5 separate regions of the Mus musculus genome follow, and regions 2, 3, 4 and 5 are each linked to region 1. The links are chromatin contacts, called in public promoter capture Hi-C maps. All regions are on one chromosome and are shown on one strand. The core of a region is the stretch at or near the end of the contact, and the rest is flanking DNA. Distances in the headings are between cores, read along the strand shown. Region 1 holds the start of Acsm5 (acyl-CoA synthetase medium-chain family member 5). Region 2 holds the start of Ccp110 (centriolar coiled coil protein 110). Region 3 holds the start of Crym (crystallin, mu). Region 4 holds the start of Anks4b (ankyrin repeat and sterile alpha motif domain containing 4B). Region 5 has its middle 20 kb from the start of Zp2.

Region 1 (4,035 bases), core at 884-3,383:
TATAATGTTGAATTCTGGAATTTGGGTTGAGGAGGAGTCTGTAACCAGCCATGTGTGTGGCAGTGTAGCTCATACTGACAGTCATTCGGCTGTGACACTGGAAGTGTCTCTTCTCTGAACGGGAAGTCCTCTCCTACCTCTCTCTGTATCAGGGTCTGCATGTATCTGAGACCATCCATTCACAGCCCAGTTCTTAAAACTTAGGCCTTCAAGGGGATCCCCCAATGACAGTAATTTTGCTGTTTTAAAAGCAATCAACATGCGTTTTATGTGTTTGTGTATATGGATTGTGTATGTGTTTTTAGATACACATGTGTGCTTAGGTGTGTGTGTTTAGGTGCATATGGAAGCCTTGACTGTTGTTTTTTTAGGCACTGCCCCCCCCCCTTTGAGGCAAGATCTCTCATTGTCTTATAACTGATCAGTTAGGCTATGCTGGCTGGCCAGTGCACCCCAGGAGTCCTCCTGTCTCCAGCTCCTCCATATAGGTTCTGGGATAGAATTAGGCCCTCATATTTGCAGGACAAAGATTTTGTTGACTGAATTATCTCCCTAGGTTCTTAACCCACTTCTTAACTGTTTCAACTGGTAAATAATTACATAGCCACTGGTATGTTTCAACTGGTAAATAATTAGAGGCCACAGTGGGACATTTCAGCTAATTTGTGCAGTATATGACGTCATCTCAAACAGCTCAACTCTGCCCAGTAGAACCAAAATGCTAGCCACACATGCCACACAGAGATTTATAGCACTGAGATGCAGGGAAGTAAAAAGGAAACAAATTAGATAATATATATGGTACTTAGCCAGGCATGTGAACAACATATCACTTGTCTTTTGTACCGAGACTGCAAGCAGAGTGTGCACTTGAGGCTAACACAACAGCTAGGTTTCTTAAGTGCCAGGAGCTGCCAGTGGTCAGAGCTGTTTTAGGGCCTTGCTGTTCAGGGGATAGGACCTTAGAGCATGAGTGGTCCCCAGAGCTGTGCCTTGGCTCCCACCTGTGAGTGTGACTCTGCATGTTCACAGGATCCCAGAGATATCTGTAGCCTGGGGACACTTTCAGTTTCAGTCCCTTGGGGCAAATTCCTCTAGTGATAACAGAACAGGGTAACAGTAAGACAATGATAATAGTTTAAACAGCAGGAAAGGCCCATTCCCACAACCACTGAAGGCTGACTGTGCACAGAGCATATTGCGAAAACAAAAACAAAAAACAAAAAACCCAACAACAATTTCACATCAATAAATTGCCCATGCACCTGAAACTATCCATGCTTTTGTAAGTAACTCTAATTAAACTCACTGGGTTCAGGAAATAATAACTTAAAAAACCAAAAATGCCAGAGAGGGACTAGTTGAGAAGGAGGAAGAGGGAGAGGAGGAGGAGGGAGAGGAGGAGGAGGAGGAGGGAGAGGAGGAGGAGGAGCAGGAGGAGGAGGAGGGCATCAGTGGGGATGGAAAGGGACAAAGAGTGGAAACGAGGATGATTAGGATGAAAACACATTTTATCCGGGTCTGAAAAGCCTCGCTGAAACCCATTATTGTGTATAATAACATAAGCGCTCGATCAACGGTAAGAACTACACAAAAAGCTTTTCATGAAGCCCTGTGACAACTCTCTCCCAAATTCTACTTTCCTCATTAGAGGAGGCGGCTTAGAAGGGAAACAGTTACTTCCGACTCTCACTTTCCAGAAAAGTCTAGGTTCAGCCTTTGGCTCGTAGCCACTAACACCGGGTTTAGAGCCTCGGATCTCCCGGACATCGCTCCTGTATTCTGCCTCACACACACCCGTTTCTTTGACTCTTCCCTTCTTGATGGCTGACCTCCACAGCCTTCAGGTCTTTCCTGACAATTTCCTAAGGTCACATTGTGCCATTCCTATCCTTGATTTAATCCCCAAAGGTCTCTGGGTAGGTGGCACGTGCCAGTGAAGGGTTTCTTGCTCAGTTACCTTGTTTTAAAATCTGAGGTACACAAAAGGCATCTGCGTTTCACTGCAGCAGCAAGGCAGACCTAAAAGCTCCTGAGAAGATTTCCCCAGAAGCGATGAAGGCAGGATTGGGACAGGGAGCTTTAGCCCCAAGCACAGCCTGGAGAAAACAGGGTTAGAAGTCAGCAGCTTCAAGTTTCAGAGGGTCAGGACACTGTGAGCTGGTGAAAGCAGCTCCCTGCCAGGGTTTCCCAGGCAAACAGTGCCTGCAAGATAAACCTTGGCCTGGAGTCAGCCTGTTAGGGACTGGCACACTAGTACACGTGCTCCCTGGAATTCAAATGAGAGCTTTATGCTGCTTTAACAGAAAGGACAATAAACCAGATCCTATCTGTTTTTCACCTGAATGCCCCCTTCTGCACCCCCAATACCCTTTGCCCAGGGCTTAAAGATAAAAAATGTGACCCTGAAGGAATAGCTTGGCAAAGGATGTGAGCAGGATTCTTTGAACGAATAAAATGGCTCTTGGATGGGGGCCAAGGCAGGACAATTACATAAATTTACTGGAAAGAAAAAAAAACTGGATATTACCTAAATAAAGCTGTTGAGATCAAATAGAAAGCTTTCTAATGCTCCCTACTTCCTCAAGGGTTAAAGCCAAAGCTGTGATATGGGTGCATGGCAGGCAGGCAGGCTGCTTCTTTGAGAACAGCAGCAAAAAACCATCCTGATCCACAGCCATTGGGATGCCATTAGTGTAGCTATCACCAGAACCAGCTTCCGAAGCTCCCACAGGTTAATTTGTGCTCCACCCCACCCCGTAATTGTTTCCAGCACAGTGCAGCTCCATGCCTGAGTCTTCCTGCCCAGATGCCCCTTCTACACGGTATCCTACCTTAAAGTCTCACATGGAACAGCCCCGGGACTCCCTCAGACCAGAACTGTCTCCACCAGCAGTCTTTTGCCACTCCTCCTCTGACCACCATTCCTCCCTCTCTAGGACGGGCCCCTTTCTAATGCTGTGTAGTTTTAGTTGCTGTGTAGTTTTAGTTAATTCCCAGTGTGTCTCCCCTTCACACAGGCACATCAGGACACGTGGGTGTAGATTTGGGATCCTCTGCACTCTGGCACTCCTGCACTCAGAATACTCCTTCATTTGGGAGAGGTCGTGATTCTTTGTTGAGTCCTCAAGTAGCAAAGGTGAAGATTCATTTAATATTTTTTCACTGCCAGATACTGTGTTGGGGTTTTCCATGGGTAATAAGTTCAAAGTGATTTCTGTGTTTTGCTTTTTTTATTGTATGTATGTATGTATGTATGTATGTATGTATGTATGTATGTATTTTTGGATAAAATCTAACCTGACAAAGTCCCCATACCCCAGCACAGGACCTCAGAGCATTGTTCTTAACACTAGAGGGGGATGAGGGGTTGTCACACAGGCTGTGTAGCAATCATACGCCATGTTCCTCCTCTGATCTCGTCAGGTCAACCAGGCCCATGTCCACGTGAGCAGCATTTCTTTCTCCCTGACTGCCTTGGCCACAGTGTCTTCACTGGGTCCTAGGCAATAAGCCCATGCCTGAATTTGCAGCAGTTTCTAGAGATATGTTCTACACACCCAGATATATGGACAAATGAGCTATCTTCAGGTGATAGAATTTCAATATCCCTGTGTCTGTCAGTATTTGATAAGAGCTGGGGCAGCAGAAAGCTGAAGGGTGAAAACTCTGGCCATAACAATGACACACTAATCATACAAACAGCCTTTATTTTAATAATATTTCCTGGGTGCCTAGTATATACTAAGCAAAGGAAATGACATGTAATTCAGGAGACAATTAAGGCCCAAAACAGGGTGAGGCTGTTAGCATTTGATACAAAGTGATTGGGAAAGGGGCAGCCGGGAAAGACATGTCCCTAGGCTTTAAAGAAGCCAAGAGAAGTCTTGAGTATTGCTGGGTAAAGAGCTTCCTGACCAAGGAGACTGCAACTCTAAGGCCCTGAGGTAAGAAGGTGGGCATCACCTTCTTACTCATTTGAGGAAGAAGGAAGAGGTTCATGTGGCTGGAAGACAGCTAAGGAGAGGAACTTAG
Region 2 (4,035 bases), core at 452-2,951, 810 kb after region 1:
TCTGAAATGATCTCGTTTATTTCCTGGGGTTTTGTGTATCTTCTTCCACCAAAACGTAAACTCCATAAGAACAGGTACCTTCTCAGTCTTGCTCACTGGTTCGCCATGACACACAATGGTGTCAGCACGTGGTAGGCACTTCAGACAATTATTGAATAAATTAATTAGGGCAAATAGATCAAGCAATGTAAAGCAAGACTAGCAGAATGAAGAGAATTCTGAGAATGGCAACTTGGAGAACAACCCTATTCCCAGAGAACTAGGTACCTCTCAATTGCAAAAGTAGTCATTAAAAAGAGAGTCCGGGATTCTACAATTGTGCAAGAGGGCACTACATTTCTCACACCAGTTACCACTTGCAAGCAAGGTTTATTTTAAGGGAGTCTTGATGACAAGGTGATCCCAACCTCAAACCTACCACCCCATACTTTAGCATCAGGCATTACTGGTCCATGGTCCACTTACATTCACACCAGCCTCAGCAGGTCCAGGCATGCCTTTTCTACTCCATTTCTACCTAATTACAAGTGACCTTTGTCCAGGAAGTCTCTTGGCAAACCCTATAGCCTCATGGCTCCTATCTACTTATTCATAACCTGTACTCAGAAATGTCACTGAAAGGAAAGGCGAAGGTAACACAGCTTCCAAGGCTGGCTGCTTACCACTAAGTTTTTCCACAAACACATAAACTTCCTACAGAGTCTGTAAAGGGAGAAAGATATGCTGTTTAAGGACATACTAGCTGTTCGTACATTCATGGTAGGCTAATATCCCTGGACCCCACCATCTATAAAGTGGGGCTCTGTCTCAAGGCGATTTTATGAGAAAACAATGAGCTAAGGCACAGACAGCAATCGCAGGACTGTATGTAGGACAAATAGAAGCATCAGTAAGTGGAAGCTGCTTCCAAACGGAGGATATAATGGTGTTTTTATCACCTCCGTGTGAACTCTTGGAGAAGAGACAATTTTTGGTTCTTCCTGAGACTCAAATGTGACTTGAAAACATGAGAAAGGGCTTTCTCATCCAAATCCATCTCTTAAGGTAGGAACCACTTAACAGCATCATGGGTGTCTGAGAGAACCAGCTACATTATCCTGCAGATGCCCCAGAGTGGCAAAGCTGGTGTAAACAGCGCTCCTATGGGCCTTTGGTTGCGGTAACCAGTATTTAGAAATGGCCAGTGCACACCCCGGGGGACGCCTCCATCTCCTCCTACACTACCTCCGACACCAAACTGAAGTCACCATGAAGTGCCTACTCTTCAGCGCAGGATGCTTCACTGGGCGGAGCCAGCATCCAAGCATCCCCTCCAAGTCCCCCTGACCCCGGTCCTCAACTCCCGCCTCCCCATTCCCGATGCCTTCAAGGGCTCGTGACCGAGGGAAGCCAAACCGGGTCCGGAACGCCGGCCTTCTGTCCCTCGGGACACCAATGCCGGGTCTCACCTCAGCCTAGACCCGTAGGAAAACGAACCCAGTCCTCTTGCACACACCTGACACCTACTGCCCGGTCAGCTTCTCTGCCCGTGGACCAGCCTCCTCTGTAAGCAAAGGCCTCAGTCGGTTTAGACAGAGCGCATCTAGGTCCTCCGCCTTCTCCTCCTCCTCCTCCCCGCCATATTACGGGTCCCTCAGGCGGCAACGCGGGATCCTGGCAACCGCTGCCGCCGCCACCAGCTCAACTCCACCCCTCAGGGCCGGTACTTCCGGTGGCTGTTTGGCGGGCAGTTGAAGCGGTTGGGCCTCCATAGACTACAATTCCCAAAGTGCACTGCGGTCATCAGCAAGCGCTTACATGAGCTTTACGCAATCGAGATGCACGCTGGGAAGAGTAGTCTTCACTGCAAACTAAGGGCTTTGACTATAAATTACCATAGAAAGTCTCCTCAGGGCCTTAAACCCCAAAAGTGTTCCTGGGAAGTTGTCGGGTATTTTTGTTTGTCTGTCTGTCCGTCCGTCCGTCCGTCTGTCTGTCTGTATAGAGATAGTCTCCTGTTTGGTCGATGGAAAATGTACAACATTCACCCATGTTTTCCCTATAAATGAAAAATGTGGCTGAATCGCAGACACCAACTCAAGGCTTTAATATATTTGCACTTCTTTGCAGATCAGTTGCGGGGAATATACAGAGGAAAAGATAACTTCAAGTTGGCAAAAAAAAAAAATCCACCAATATTTTTTATCAGTTCTTACCTAAATTACTCACTAAGAGCTTTTTTGATTTAATGACACCATTTCCATTCTATAACTGGGCTTTGCCGTCCTCCTGGTGCTTATTTTTGTTTATGTATAGTGGGAATTTTAAAGAGCCTACCAAGAGTGGTTGTGAGGCATAACAGAGAAAACTCTTATACTGCACCTGGTACAAAAATCTCTAATAGGAGGAAAGGGTCATCTAGAGAGATGCTCAGTCACTAAAGCATTTGCCACTCAAGCATGAGGACCTGAGTTCAGAGCCTGAACACTCCCCTAAAAAGGCTCTGAGTCCTGGCTAAAAATTATAATTGCCAGTCCTGGGGATATAGAAATAGGAACTCCCTGGCGATCTCAGGCCGGCCATTCTAGCCAGTTTCAATGAGATCCTCAAAAATTAGGGTGGAAATTGACTGAAAAAGATACCCAACAGAGATGGATATCTCTGGTCTCCCTATACATATGTACATGTGTGTATATATATATATATATATATATATATATATATATATATATATATACACTCATGCCAAAAAATAAAAATAAAAAGGTAGGCTAAGAGCTGGAGGCAGAGGAATCATGGGATGATGGGTATCAAGAGGTGAGATCTGTCCCACTAGCACTATCCCAGTGAAACACTGGGACGCAGAGAATGGGCTCTCAGGCAAAGGCTTTAACAGAGGCAGTGCCTCAAGAAGGGTGGCATGAGGGGACCATGGTGTGAGGGACAAAGCTGACAGAGACAAGAGTGCCCCATAGCAGTGAGTGAGCCCTGAAATGGAGTCCAAGGTCCAGACATGTTCTGTTAATCTTGAGGACAATGTAATGTGGGGCTTTGGGGTGGGGGTTCCACTTATAACTTAATAATAAAGACTTGGAGACCTGTGTATAGTATAAGGATGTTGGCTTGTTTGCTGGGGCAGTCTCTCGGTTAGCACATCTAACTCAAGCCAAGTTCTCTGCTATTATAGTTCTCTGCTCTACTTCCATGTCTTTTGCCTCTGTCAGTCCTTCTACCCCAGCTCTTTATTATGCAAAAAGCCACACTAGAAACTAACGCAGTTGACATTGAAAAGGTCAAGGCTATGTGACCTTTGCCAAGGCATCTTGCCTTTTCTTTTTGAGCAGGTGGGGAAGGAACAAACATTTGCTTAACCTGCTCTGCAGGCACAGGGATTAAAAACTGAGAATACACCCGGCAGTGGTGGCGCATGCCTTTAATCCCAGCACTTGGGAGGCAGAGGCAGACAGATTTCTGAGTTCGAGGCCAGCCTGGTCTACAGAGTGGGTTCCAGGACAGCCAGGGCTATACAGAGAAACCCTGTCTTGGAAAACAAACAAACAAACAAACAAACAAACAAAAACTGAGAATACAGGGAGATCTTTTCATAGCCGATGTGGGAGTTAGCCCAACCACAATGAGTTCTTTAAGCACAGACCTGGAACTCCAGAGATCCTTGGATCAGGTGTGGGCTACCATTCTAATCTGAGAATGAAAAGTCTTTTAAAGAAATCTCTTCCTCCTGTTTTCATTTGTTTGCTTGGGTTTTTTGTTTTGTTAGTTTTAGGGGAGCTGGTTTTGTTGTTGTTCCCTTAGTTTGTTTTTTGTTTTTTAAAACAGGGTTTCTCTTTGTAGTCCTGGCTGTCCCAGAACTTCTGTTGACCAAGCTATCCTTAAACTCAGAGATCGGCCTGCTTCTGCCTCCTGAGTGCTGGGATTAAAAGCAAGTGTCAACATGCTCAACTCTCAAGAAATTTCTGCTTGTATAAAATATACATCAAGTCTGGGGCATGAGTCAAGTGCCTGCCCAACAACATAAGGATGGGTTTGATTGCCAGA
Region 3 (4,035 bases), core at 461-2,960, 680 kb before region 1:
CAGCAAAAGAGAAGCTCCGCTATTCTAACTTCTATTTAATTTTTGATATTGTTCACTGTTGTTCTCCTTTGGTTAATTTTTATCTTTTTATTTTTTATCTTTTAATTTTTGCTGTTTTAATATTTCTCTTGAGCATTGGCTTACCTACTCTGTGTGTCCAGTAAGCCTTGCTGACTCGATATTGCTGCAGCCTGGGGACTGGACTGTTTTGCTGCACTCTCACCTTTAGTGTGTTGGTATCAGTCTAGGGAGCAGCAAGTGACATGACCCACTTCTTTCTAGATCTGTAGGGGGCAGCAGAAAATTTCCCCAGGCAGAGATACTGCTTCAGGGAAGGCGGGGAAGAGACGCAGCAGCTTCCCCTACATTACTACTGAGTTTATTAATAGTAGTCTTTCTCGAAAGTCATTACTACACTTAATAATAGTTGTATTGTTTTAATAGTAATAAAAATTAAAGCTGGCTCTGGTGGTGTACACCTGTTGTCCTAGCATTTGGGAAGTCAAGGCCAAGCCTTGACTACATAGGAATTTTGAAGCCGGGGGTGGCCTAGGTGAGACCCTGTCTCAACAAAACAAAACAAAACAAAACAAAACAAAACAAAACGGGCAGCCGAGATGACTCTGCTGTTGGAGCTCTTCTAGAGGACCCTAGTTCACTTCATAGTATCCATGTAGGGTGGCTTACACCTGTAACCTCCAGTTCCAGGAGATCTGATGCCCTCTTCTGGCTTCCTTGGAAATGTGCACACATGACACACACATACACACACACACACACACACACACACACACACACACACACACACATGCCCCAAATGAAACCTAACTGCTGCGGACTCCCAGGATGACCTTGGACAAACCCTGGAGCTAACAAGAGCATCTGCATACCTCGGTGACTGTTGATGTAGTCAAACGAGATAGGCTGTTCCTGCTATGAGTATTTGCAGCCCTAGTTTTCTTTGCTCCTTCCTGACACCTTACCACTCTGGGGCAGAATAGTCTATTTTCTTTGAGTTCCCGGAAGCACTTTCTCCAATTACTGGTCAAGGTTAGGCGTCACTACTCCATCAATAGTAGAACATTAGGCATCACTGCCTAGAGTCCTGCTTTTAAATACAATATGAACTCCTTGGGGAAAACAAATACACAGACTGCATTTTGGCTCTTTACATGATGGAAGCCATTACCCTTGTCTGAGACTTCAAGGTGAAGGTTGTTTTGTTTAACCTGGGTCAACTTTACGTTTAACGCAACAGTTAAGGACTAGGGGTGGTGTGGGAAGGAGATTGGGAATAGAAGAAACTCCAGAAATAGACAAAATTAAAACTATAACAAAACCCTCCAAGCCCCTTCTCATCTGCCTTTCTCACAATACTACCCCCAGGGGATCTGGTGTGGAAGAGCAAGGTGGAACCAGAAAGTCCTCTACACACACACACACACACACACACACACACACACACACACACACACAAACACACACACACACAGCGTGCCCAGGAATGTCAGTTGGCTAATTACAGGAATGGGAACAGCTGACTCAAGAATCATCACTCCCAGCCTGCCGCCTTGATTCCAATCTTAGGGAGAAAGCCCTGGAATCCAAGGAGTTGGGGTGGGCGGCAGGGGCGCGGCCCGAGGGGCGGCAGGGGCGGCGATGCTCCGCCCCAGGAGGCCCGCCCAACACTGCTACTCAGGCAGTCCGCTCATTTAGGGCTCAGCTCCTGGAACGTGGAGTGTGTTTCAGCCCGGGTTCGAAGGCAGGCGGCGAGATGAAGCGGGCGCCAGCGTTCCTGAGCGCAGAGGAGGTGCAGGATCACCTTCGCAGCTCCAGCCTTCTCATCCCACCCCTGGAGGCCGCACTGGCCAACTTCTCCAAAGGTCCCGACGGAGGGGTCATGCAGCCAGTGCGCACCGTGGTGCCTGTAGCCAAGCACCGAGGGTGAGTGTAAGGGACCAGAAGGGGATGGGAGAAAGGGGAAAGAAAGGCGCGAAGGGACGCTGAGGAAAGCGATAGGAGAAGGGAGGAGAGGGCTTGTTGATCTCTGCTAATAACAGCTGCTACTTAAGGGGCACTAACCCACCGGGCTTCTACCAAGAAAGCGCTTTTCAGGTGCCACCTGCTGTAATTCAACTCCCTGTCCTTGGAAAGGGAGGTACCAGGGCTGTTGCTCTGCTAGTTGAAAACTGAGAGGTAGAGCGATTTGCGGAAGCTTACAGAGCCAAGAAGTGGCTGAGCTGTGTGATGGCTTTCTGGTCCAGAGCCAGACCGTGAGTCCAGCCTCAGGGAAGGGCAGAAGGGCAGAGGAATGAGCGCAAACGGAATGGCGTGCCAGCACAGCATTAATGGAGGAGGGAAGATGAACGGGACTTCATTGAACACTCAGCATTGACTGGAAGGAGTTGAAATTGCGCTCTCTCTCTCTCTCTCTCTCTCTCTCTCTCTCTCTCTCTCTCTCTCTCTCTCAGCTTCCTGGGAGTCATGCCTGCCTACAGTGCTGCTGAGGATGCGCTCACCACCAAGTTAGTCACCTTCTATGAGGGCCACAGCAACACAGCGGTCCCCTCCCATCAGGCATCGGTGCTTCTCTTTGATCCCAGCAATGGCTCCCTGCTGGCGGTGAGCAGTCTCTTCTCCTCTGGGGCAGAGAGGGTAGAGGAAGCCTCCCCTGGAATAGAGAGTGTTCCTTGGGCCCAGAATTAAGCCTAGACGCTAGTGAGAAGTAATATGATTGCAAGCGACCAGACAGGAGACATCAATGGTGATCCGTGACAGCACCTGTTTCTAGGGCCGCTTGTGCCTATAGCGGTGGCGAGTGTGTGGCTGTAGAAGTAACGATCCTGTTGTTCATGCTTATGGTCTTGTAACACGCTCAGATACACCAAGTGCGCAGCTTGAACTAAAGCAGTAGCTGAAGGGACTTTTATTCATTGAAGCCCTCCCTGTATGGAGGAAAAGACACAGTAACCTGTGGGTGTCTTCCTGACATCTATCTTTATCATCTAGCAAGGTATAACAGGAGCAGTAACTCACATTTACCGAGCAATTGGGGAGATGTGGAACTCTAAGCACATTACCTGTACAATTAAAACTACCCAGGAGCAACATGATATTGTTACCCCACTTCAGGGATGCAACAGCTGTGCTCAACTGAACCCCCTAATAAGAAGCAAGGCTGGACTAAGTTCTACTGCTTTATCTGTTTGCTTGCTTGCTTTGTGTCCCAGGACACACACACACACACACACACACACACACACATATGAAATCCTCCTGCCTCAGCCTGTCAAGTGCTGAATATGAACTGGGCATTTCCTGTTAAGTTTTGTTGAGATTTCTGAGGCTTAGGTGAGACCCTCGGTTTGAGGTCACACAGCCGGGAAGTGAGATCGCTCCTAGGTCCACTTGATTGACCGTGGTGTTGATACTCTTACCTCCTAGAGTCCTTCAAGCTGGCTCTCAGGCTCCCACCCTCTTTCCCCCTTTCCCTCTCCTCTGGATGTCTGAATTCCCTAAGAAATCCAGCTGTCCATTACCCCACTAGAGATGAGGGTCTAGCTCTTCTTACCCTGTGCTCATCCACAGCAGTAACAGCTATGCTGCCTACAACCATTAGTCCTAGACTGGATACACCGTTGGCTTAGACTGAAGAGGTTTGACGCCCAGCCTTGCTTCTTGAGCATCGGCCTTTCATACTAGATGGTGGGGCTCTGGGACTTTGCCGAGTGCTCTGTTGCTACAGGACTCAGCTTCTCCCCTGTAAAATTAGAATTATGATAACACTCGCCTTTTGAGTCCCAGCCGAGATGAGTAAAGGGCTTGACAAATGCTCAATCCTCCCTGGACATCAGAACCTCCTAGGAGCCTTGGAAGCCAAGGATAATTTAATTCCTACCTAGGGATTCCATTTTCTTGGTTTTCCTTGTGCCCATATAAGTTCGAAGACCACTGAACGACAAACCCCAAGCCAGAGAGTCAGCCTGAGTCATTCTCAAGTTGGCATCTGGGGACAATGTCTTTCCAAAGCTCTTG
Region 4 (4,035 bases), core at 595-3,094, 650 kb before region 1:
TCATCACAACACTGCCAACTAGAAAAAAAAATGTAACAAATAGGGGGATAACCTAAGAAATAAATTTGCTGGTTATGATACTAAAGGTGTAAATTAAATAGAGAGTGTTGCATACTTCACTGCTGTAGCAAAACTGAGACATTAACTCAAAAAAAAAAAAAGAAAGACCTAACTTGAATAAAGCTTCAGGAGATGCCGTATAGAGAGTGAGCACGCTCTTTCTGACATGTTCCCCAGTCCAACGAGGTGGCCAGACCCGCAATCTGTTTAATCCAAACATGGATGTTGACCCTCGTCTTCCTTTACTTGCCACATCCAATCACTCTCTGACATCCAAACTGTCACTCACATCTCTGTGTCTACCCACGCCCAGTGTTACCACGTGAGTTTCACTTTACCTTGAATGTCCCTAGACATTCTCTGTGACCACTGTACAATCACCAGAACAATATTCATAAGCATAAATCTATCTGATGGCCTCCTTTGTAAATAGAGGGTGTGGTGTCTAGGCTCTCAGGAGAAGATTGAAGTTCTCAGCAGAATTCTCAAGGCTCCTGATAGTCTGGTCTTATGGCTTAGGTTCTGTCCCTGTGCAGGTCAGGTCCAGCCAAGCTCAATGTCTTCCATCCTCGGAATGCACAGTGTTCTGCCTTAGGGGGAAAACACTTCCCTCCACCTCGATCAGCTCCTTGTCTTTCTAATGTCAGCTTAATTTCCCTTCCCTGGCACGAGCTTTATCACATCTACCCAAAGCCGCTCGCTTGGCTTCCCCTCTCAGATCTGATTGCCACAGGAACACTAGGATGTTCTGTTGATCAGCACCATCTGGGCAGCACCAAAAATATATGAGAAGAATTGGAATCAGAGGAGGAAGGAGTGGAAGAAAGAGAAAGAGGAAGAAGGAGAGAGAAGGAGGAGAGGTGGACTGTCACCTGCCAGATGCTAAATATGCACTGTCCTGGAATCACTTGGCTCTCTTACTCTTTACCTCCCCTCCCGTCCTCCCACTCCCACTCCTCTCATTCTCCCAGACTCCTCTTTCGCTCCATTTCTGCCCATCTTAAGTCGTAGCTGCCTACCCTGACTAGCCCTCTGGCAATGAGCAGGACAAGCAGAATAAAAGAGTTAGCAAAGACTTGAATTTAAAGGTAAGGGATGGTGTGTGTATGTGTGTGTGTGAAGATTGAAGACTCATTTTATAGCTTGTAAAGCCAGAAATTTCATTCAAAAATTCAGCTTACACCAAGGCCGAGTGTTCATAAAAGATAGTTTTTAGTGACACAATTGAAAACGTAAAATAAAGCCATGTCCTAACCAAGGAGGATGACTGAACCAAAAAGCATGGTGACCTCTTTTTAAGGAGTTAACCATTTCAATTCCATGGATATGACTTTCAGGGCATATAGTTCCAATGCCTACCCCCACCCCTCTGCCTGAGTGACTCCTAAATGGCTGTTTTCACAGGGAAAGAAACCATACCTAGCTTAGTCTTGACTCTTTCTCTAAAAGCCAAAGACTTAGGGAGCCTAGAAAGAAGTAAAATGTCTTCGTGGATGTCTCTGTCTCTTACTGCCGGTGTGGTACTCCCCACCCAGGATACCCTAACAGGAATCACTCACCCTCTACTGCAGATTATTTCTAGGGCCTCGAGGTTGCCGTGGTAGGCTGCCAGGAGAGTGGGTGTCATGCCATCCTCATCTGAGAGATTCAGATCACGCTTGGTGGCCTCCTTCAGAAGTTCCAGGTAGCTGTCACTCGCTGCTTGGTGATAGCGGGTAGACATTTTTTCTGCCCACCAGAGCTTGGCCAGGTAGGAGTCTTTGTCTAGGCAGAGCTGGTAACACAGTCTTCCAACAGGGCTGGTTAATCAGTGACGGGGAGTATCACCCCAGGCCAAAGTTCACTCCGGCCTTGCTCCTTGGAAGGCAGCCAGCCAGGAAGACCTGCAATCCTGGACTTGGGCCTTTCCTTTGGGGACCAACCATGGCAATGACCACTGAGGCCTGACAGGTGTGTCATGAGTGTGGTGAAGCACGTTTAATCTTTACTGTGTCCATTAACTAGTGTCAGATGTGATACTGACCACCCACTCACAGAATATGGGAAATAATCTCAAAAAACTCTGAACTGTTTAAGTTCACTTGGGTGGGAGAAGGGGTGTTTTAATAGATTTTAGGGGGTCTAATTTGTACAACTTGAATTTAGCCATTTGAAGTATAAAATAAAAGATCTTAGTAAATTTACAGTTGTGAAATCTTTGCTATAACATGGAGGAGAGAAGGCCGATTGACAGGCCAGAAGACAAACAGGTCACTCTCCAGGAACTGCCACAAAAAAGCTTGGTCTAGAGAGTGTCACAAAAAGGAAACAGCACTTTCTTTTTTAAAAATCTTTTATAAATATTTCTATTATACATAAATACACATATGTCATTATATATACATATATATGTATATGATTAATATTTATAGATATTTTTAAATGATTCAAGTAGCAATACCCAGGCTATAGGAAAGAGAGGAATTGATGTTAGGGTTTTTTAATTGGTTATTTTGTTTATTTACAATTCAAATATTATCCCCTTCCCAGTTTCCCCTCCGAAAACCTCTATTCCATCTCCCCTTTCCCCTGCTTGCATAAGGGTGCTATCCCACCTACCTACTCCTGCCCCACCTCTCTAGCATTCCCCTATGCTGGGGCATCAAGCCTTCACAGGACGAAGGGCCTCCCCTCCCAGTGATGCCAGATAAGGCCATCCTCTGCTACATATGCAGCTGGAGCCATGGGTACCTCCATGTGTTCTCTTTGGTTAGTAGTTTAGTCCCTAGGAGCTCTGGTGGGTCTGGTTGGTTCATATTGTTGTTCCTCCTATGGGGTTGCAAACCCCTTCAGCTCCTTTAGTCCTTCCCCTAACTCCTCCATTGTGGTCCCTGTGCTCAATCTGATGGTTTGACTGTGAGCATTCACATCTGTACTGCTCCCAGCTCTGGCAGAGCCTCTCAGGAGGACAGCTATACCAGGCTCCTGTCAGCAAGTGCTTCTTGGCATCAGCAATAGTGTCTGGGTTTGGTGTCTGCAGATGGGATGGATCCCTAGGTAAGGCAGTCTCTGGATGACCTTTCCTTCGGTCTCTGCTCCACCCTTGTCCCTGTAGGAAACAGCACTTTCTGGTTGCAGAATGATGTAAGTGAATAAGGCCAATCTGAACCAAGTACAACTCAGAACCACAGGCTGTACCATGTGAGCCCAGTATGTCCTGGAAATCAAATATTAGCCAATCAGGACTGCCCTCATTTGCATGGTGGAGATTGCTGTGGGCTACCCTAACCATAGAGGACAGCTTCAACATATCACATTCCCATATGCCACTATTTCATGTAGGTGGTCTTTTTGTTGATTCATTCAATGAATTTATTAAATTCTAGTTTTGCCAGACTTGTAATTCAAACACATGCCAAGTGCCCTCTTGTAAACTCAGTTTTGCAATGTTTTCTCCACACTAAATCCATCTCTCATGAGCTGATAACCCTGGAATCCATCCCAACTCAGACTCCCCCATACCACAAAGACAAATGAGTTCATGTAAAAACAGAACTTTTAAAAGAAATCCTTTGTGTTTATTAGCAATTAATTCCTACTCCCAACCCTAAGAAATCATGAATCAGTTTTCTCTATATATAGTTGCAGGTAGAGAACTTTATATCACTAGAATCCTGTGACATAGTTTTGAGGCCTTTATTTAAAAGGAATATCTTTTAAAGTTTATTTTTTAATTGTTGAATAATATTCCACTACACTAGCACATCAAACATCTTTGTATGTTTAGGTTGCTTCCATTAATTAATGATGAAAAATGTTATTAAGAACAGTCACATACATGGCCCTGTGTAAACATACATTTTTACATCTCTTGGGTAGATAGGAAGGCATGGAATTTCTGGGTTTTATTGTAATTTGTATTTAGTTTTAAGGAATTGCCAAATTGAACTTGTAGTGTTTTACAGAACAGTAGAAAACTGTGGTTGGCCAGTGGAT
Region 5 (4,035 bases), core at 936-3,435, 600 kb before region 1:
GTCCTCTTCTCTCTGTTCTCCTCCCCCAGGAAGCTGCTGAGATTTATAGCTCGCCCACCTTGCTGTTTGTCTTTAAACTCTAATAAAATTATCCTCTGGATTAAACAAAGAACTTCAGTTTTTACAAGAAAGCCCATGTAACAAATCTTTAAAAACAATACATATAAAACACACAGAAAAATACATATAAAAACATTTAATTAGTATGTTTCTTCTGATTAATAAGCAAATTGTATAGTCAAAAAATAAGAGTAGCTTTCACTTTGGGTGCAGCCCTTTCAAAGCCTTAGAGGACCAGATCTGCCTGTGTCTGTCCTTTGATTGTCACCAATACTTCTGCGGGGAAGAGATTTGATGGGAAGTGTAGCTCACTTGTCCCATCTTAGAGAAAGAAGCTAAAGGAACCTCATAAAGTTACTGATCACACAAGGCCCCTTTCCAAGGCTGTACAAGCTGGAACACTGGAGGGGAGACAGACTCTTTCACAGAGATGACTGTTTGGGCAGTGAGCTCCAGGGATGCAGCTGATGTGACTCTCGCCACCCACACTGAGATGCGCTTTTAAATGATGAAGTTGCCTTTGAGCTGCCCAGGCTCCTGCACACAATCCCTCATCCTTGCTCCTTTAAGTGGCCCCAGTAAATGCACAGATTCACCAAGCATGGCTATTTTAATCATGATTCTTGGTCTGCCATTAGACTACAAGTTAGACAGACAATAGGGGGGCCACAGATAAATAATAAAGATAGCAAACTTCTGGCTTCTTCCTTACCATCCTGACCTGTGAAAAGGACCTAGCAGCTTGAGACAAAGACCTAGAGGGCTTCCTTTCTGGCCAGTAATCCCCCAACACACACACACACACACACACACACACACACACACACACTCACAGGCATACACGCACGCACGCGCACGCCCGTGCCCCTCTCCTGAAGCCTGAGGGGCTGGGGGCTTTAAGGGTCTTTGGTTAGCTGGAATGGGGATGGGGTATTCTCCTTTCCTTAATTTAGAGTTGGTCAGTTTAAACAAAGGGATGCTGACAGACCCACAACTTTGTTTAACCAGACCTTGAACTTATCAGACTGGTCTGCTGTGTGTGTGTGTGTGTGTGTGTGTGTGTGTGTGTGTGCGCTCTCGAGCTCAAATTTCCTTACCTTTAATAAAATTCTTTCTTCACCAGCTGAGTCTCAGATTTCCTTTGCTGCTTCCCGTTGTTCTCAAGTTTTTTTTTTTTTTTTTTTTTTTTTTTTTTTTTTTTTTTTTTGCCTTTTAATTCTTTAATTGGCAGAGAAAACGAACCCAATCCAAACCCCTAGAAGTAACAGTTATGTCATATCTGAGAGTAGACATTTTCTCATGTTTCTCCAGATAAAGTCACACCACACTCTTATAGAAGAAGCCATATTAGTATAAAACCTACACATACCTCATTACTTAGAATAGTGATTTTAAGACCTAATAACTGTGAGTGCTATGTAAAGGCTTGTTGTATCAACTAGGAAATAACAATAAAAAGCCTGTGAATGTCCAGCACAGACACACTTTTCTTTCAGATACTCTTCATCCATGCTTGGTTGAATCCAAGGACACAGAACCCACAGAAACCAAGGACCAACTATGAAAAGAAGCTTGGTTCAGACCAGATAGTACTGCAGTGTCTTAGCTCCTGAACTCAGGAGCCAGGAAACATGACACAAAGTCAGTGCTATAGACTGGAGACTTGCAGCATGGCCCTGGGTCAACTGTTGTCCTCCCTGGGTCTCAGGCTTGCTGATGACATCAGGGATGGTGGAGAAGATGCTTTCCACCTGGCTTCTCGGGGAGTAGACAGTGCCAAAGCTCACACTGTGCCTGCCACAGTCAAAGCAGGGCCAGTCACTCAGTCGCTCTGCTTTCACAGCTGGTCTGTAATCTGGTGGCTGGCTTCAGTTGGCTGTGATGTTGGCTCCCTCTACTGGCTTAAAAACAAACTTCGGGTGAGTGGGGGAGGATGGCACTTTCTCTCTCTCTCTCTCTCTCTCTCTCTCTCTCTCTCTCTCTCTCCATCTCCAGGTGGAAGCTACAGCACCCATGGTTTCAATGGAAGCCACAAAGAGATGGTTTTTGACACACTGCTATTATGGGCACTACTCCATGGGAAACTAAACATTTACAATATGAAACCAGTGACCCCTGGAGCCATTCTACGTAACAACAAAGGTCATGGACACTCTGCTGCCTGGGAACTTCACATGCCTGGGAACACATACCTACCCCAAAAGACCTCAAAGGCAGGTAGAGGAACTCATACTGGTTCCGGGGGTGAGTTTTTCAAGCAGGCAACCTGTGTTTGAGTCCCACATCCCAAACTGCTCTTAGGCAGCCAAAGATCTCAACCTTTACACTTCCTCCCCTTTAAAGTGGACAGGAGTTTGCACTGACTGGAAGCATGCAGACTGGAGACAGCACTCAGCACACAGCAAGTGCTCAAAGCTAAACAAAACAAACTTTTCTGGACAGAAAGGTAAAATTATTTACTGTGTAAAGCTAAAGTTCTCTTGCGTGGGCCCTGGTCGCCTTTCCAGTGAGCTATTCTTCAGATTGTGTATAAAAGGCCAGCAGCTTCTATGGCATGAGGCTAAGTTAACCTAGTCTTGATTTAGATGCCGTGCTTCCTGGATGAATTCAGAGAGTCACTTAATCGCCAAACCTTGGCTTCCTTTCTGTGAACTAAATGCTGATGCTTAAGAACAATAAGCAGGCCGAGGAAAACAATTGGTCTGCTCATGAACAGGAGGGTCTAGTGCTTCTAAGTGCTGTGGAAAAGCATTTGAACTTGGCTGAGTCTGGAGCAAGAGTGTTTACATAATCAGAAATGTGTTTTGAAAAGCTCTTGCCTAGTAGCTGAGAAGCCTCCCCGGACGGGTTGCGCAAAGCACTGTAAATATGCCCAAATCTTGTGTCCCAGCTGAGACCCTGCTCTAAGCCAGCAATCTACTTGGAACATCTTCTTGGTGTCAGATGACATAGCTGGACTAATAGGGGCAATCTGGGATGTAGGCTTTTCCACATAGTCCCCATCTCAGGAAATAGTATCACTAGCTACCACCACCCACTGGTTAGAGCTAAATATCTAGATGTCAACTTTGTGTTCCCCTTTTCTTTTCCACCTACACCAACCAACCAACCAACACCTCTAGATGTCCACACAAGAAAGATCTTCATCCCCTTCCGCCAAGTGTAAGCCAAACCCACAGCCATCCCGTGTCCCCAGCCTTTGCAGATTCTTAAGTGGCCTTCCTGTCCCCAGACCTTTGGCTGTGAGTCACAACAATCCTAAATCTGATCTGGGCGTAGATTACAATATAATCCAAATATAATCTATACTATACAGAGGCTGGAGCAGAAGGAGCTAGAATTTGAAGTCATATTTGACTATATAGAAGTCATTATAGAAGTTCCCTATCAGGAAGAAGGGAGAGAGGGAGGAACTGGGGGGAGGGAGGGAAGAATGAGGAAGCAAGTGAGTGAGTGAGGGAGGCAGAGGGAGAAGGAGAGAAGGAAAACAGGGAGGAGAAAAGGGGCAGAGGGGAGACAGGTAAACAGAAAAAAAAAAAAAGTAATGAACACCTGGATGTCTGACCACAGCATTTTTCCATATAGGAGCCTGCAGTGCCTCCCTCTCAGTGCTGTGGTGTGGATCTCTGTTCCTTTTCCACTCTCATTCTTTCCATGCCCAGCCACACTAAGTTCTTTCCTGCCTTCAAGACTTAGGGCCACTGTGCCCCAGGAACACCTCCCACCATAGCCAGAGCCACACCTACAGCCTGTCATTCTTTTAGTCACAGAGCTATACCTACCTAATCTCTGTAGTTGCAGTGGCCTCATCTTTATCAGCCCTTCACCTCTATTCTGTGCACTCATCACAGTCTCTTACAGATGCTAGGGGAAGCCGTGACCCATCTCTGGTTCCCTTGCCTTCTCCTTAGTGTGGGGCATTCCCAAGACTTACTTCTAGAGAATAGGAACCATGACAAGATATATGTGATTGTG

The links. Promoter capture Hi-C pulls out the DNA fragments that hold promoters and counts their contacts. Capture Hi-C pulls out chosen DNA fragments and counts their contacts.
Region 2: a promoter capture Hi-C map of neural stem cells shows a contact between it and region 1. The contact joins the promoter of Ccp110 here to the promoter of Acsm5 in region 1. A contact is called at or near these places in 4 of 39 promoter capture datasets (embryonic stem cells, hippocampal neurons, neural stem cells and 1 more) and 1 of 115 datasets of contacts at active chromatin or transcription factors (astrocytes).
Region 3: a promoter capture Hi-C map of liver shows a contact between it and region 1, with 3 times the contacts expected there. The contact joins the promoter of Crym here to the promoter of Acsm5 in region 1. A contact is called at or near these places in 2 of 39 promoter capture datasets (hematopoietic stem and progenitor cells and liver), 2 of 484 Hi-C or Micro-C datasets (embryonic stem cells and liver) and 1 of 9 other capture datasets (liver).
Region 4: a promoter capture Hi-C map of liver shows a contact between it and region 1. The contact joins the promoter of Anks4b here to the promoter of Acsm5 in region 1. A contact is called at or near these places in 2 of 39 promoter capture datasets (hematopoietic stem and progenitor cells and liver) and 1 of 484 Hi-C or Micro-C datasets (liver).
Region 5: a contact with region 1 is called in a promoter capture Hi-C map of hippocampal neurons, with 2.2 times the contacts expected there. The contact joins the enhancer-like site here to the promoter of Acsm5 in region 1. A contact is called at or near these places in 8 of 39 promoter capture datasets (the 3T3-L1 cell line, 3T3-L1-derived adipocytes, the HPC-7 cell line and 5 more) and 1 of 484 Hi-C or Micro-C datasets (cortical neurons).

What each region holds. Positions count from the first base shown.
Region 1 is chr7:119,524,363-119,528,397 of GRCm38.p6, reverse strand. It overlaps Acsm5 (acyl-CoA synthetase medium-chain family member 5), which reads right to left and starts at 2,133. Exons shown (of 14, transcript NM_178758.3): 1 at 1,961-2,133. It also overlaps a transcript of Pdilt not described here.
Region 2 is chr7:118,710,209-118,714,243 of GRCm38.p6, reverse strand. Ccp110 (centriolar coiled coil protein 110) reads right to left here and starts at 1,701. Exons shown (of 15, transcript NM_001360794.1): 1 at 1,496-1,701; 2 at 1-138.
Region 3 is chr7:120,199,664-120,203,698 of GRCm38.p6, reverse strand. Crym (crystallin, mu) reads left to right here and starts at 1,710. Exons shown (of 8, transcript NM_016669.2): 1 at 1,710-1,944; 2 at 2,472-2,622. The coding sequence starts at 1,775.
Region 4 is chr7:120,171,667-120,175,701 of GRCm38.p6, reverse strand. Anks4b (ankyrin repeat and sterile alpha motif domain containing 4B) reads right to left here and starts at 1,844. Exons shown (of 2, transcript NM_028085.2): 1 at 1,620-1,844. The coding sequence starts at 1,783.
Region 5 is chr7:120,122,836-120,126,870 of GRCm38.p6, reverse strand. It overlaps a transcript of Zp2 not described here. Among named protein-coding and RNA genes, the nearest start is that of Zp2, 20 kb to the left of the region's middle. Within about 2 kb of position 2,185, at least 53 of the 459 cell types and tissues checked have an H3K27ac peak or open chromatin away from gene starts, as enhancers often do. A contact at or near this core is called in hippocampal neurons, where this site is marked.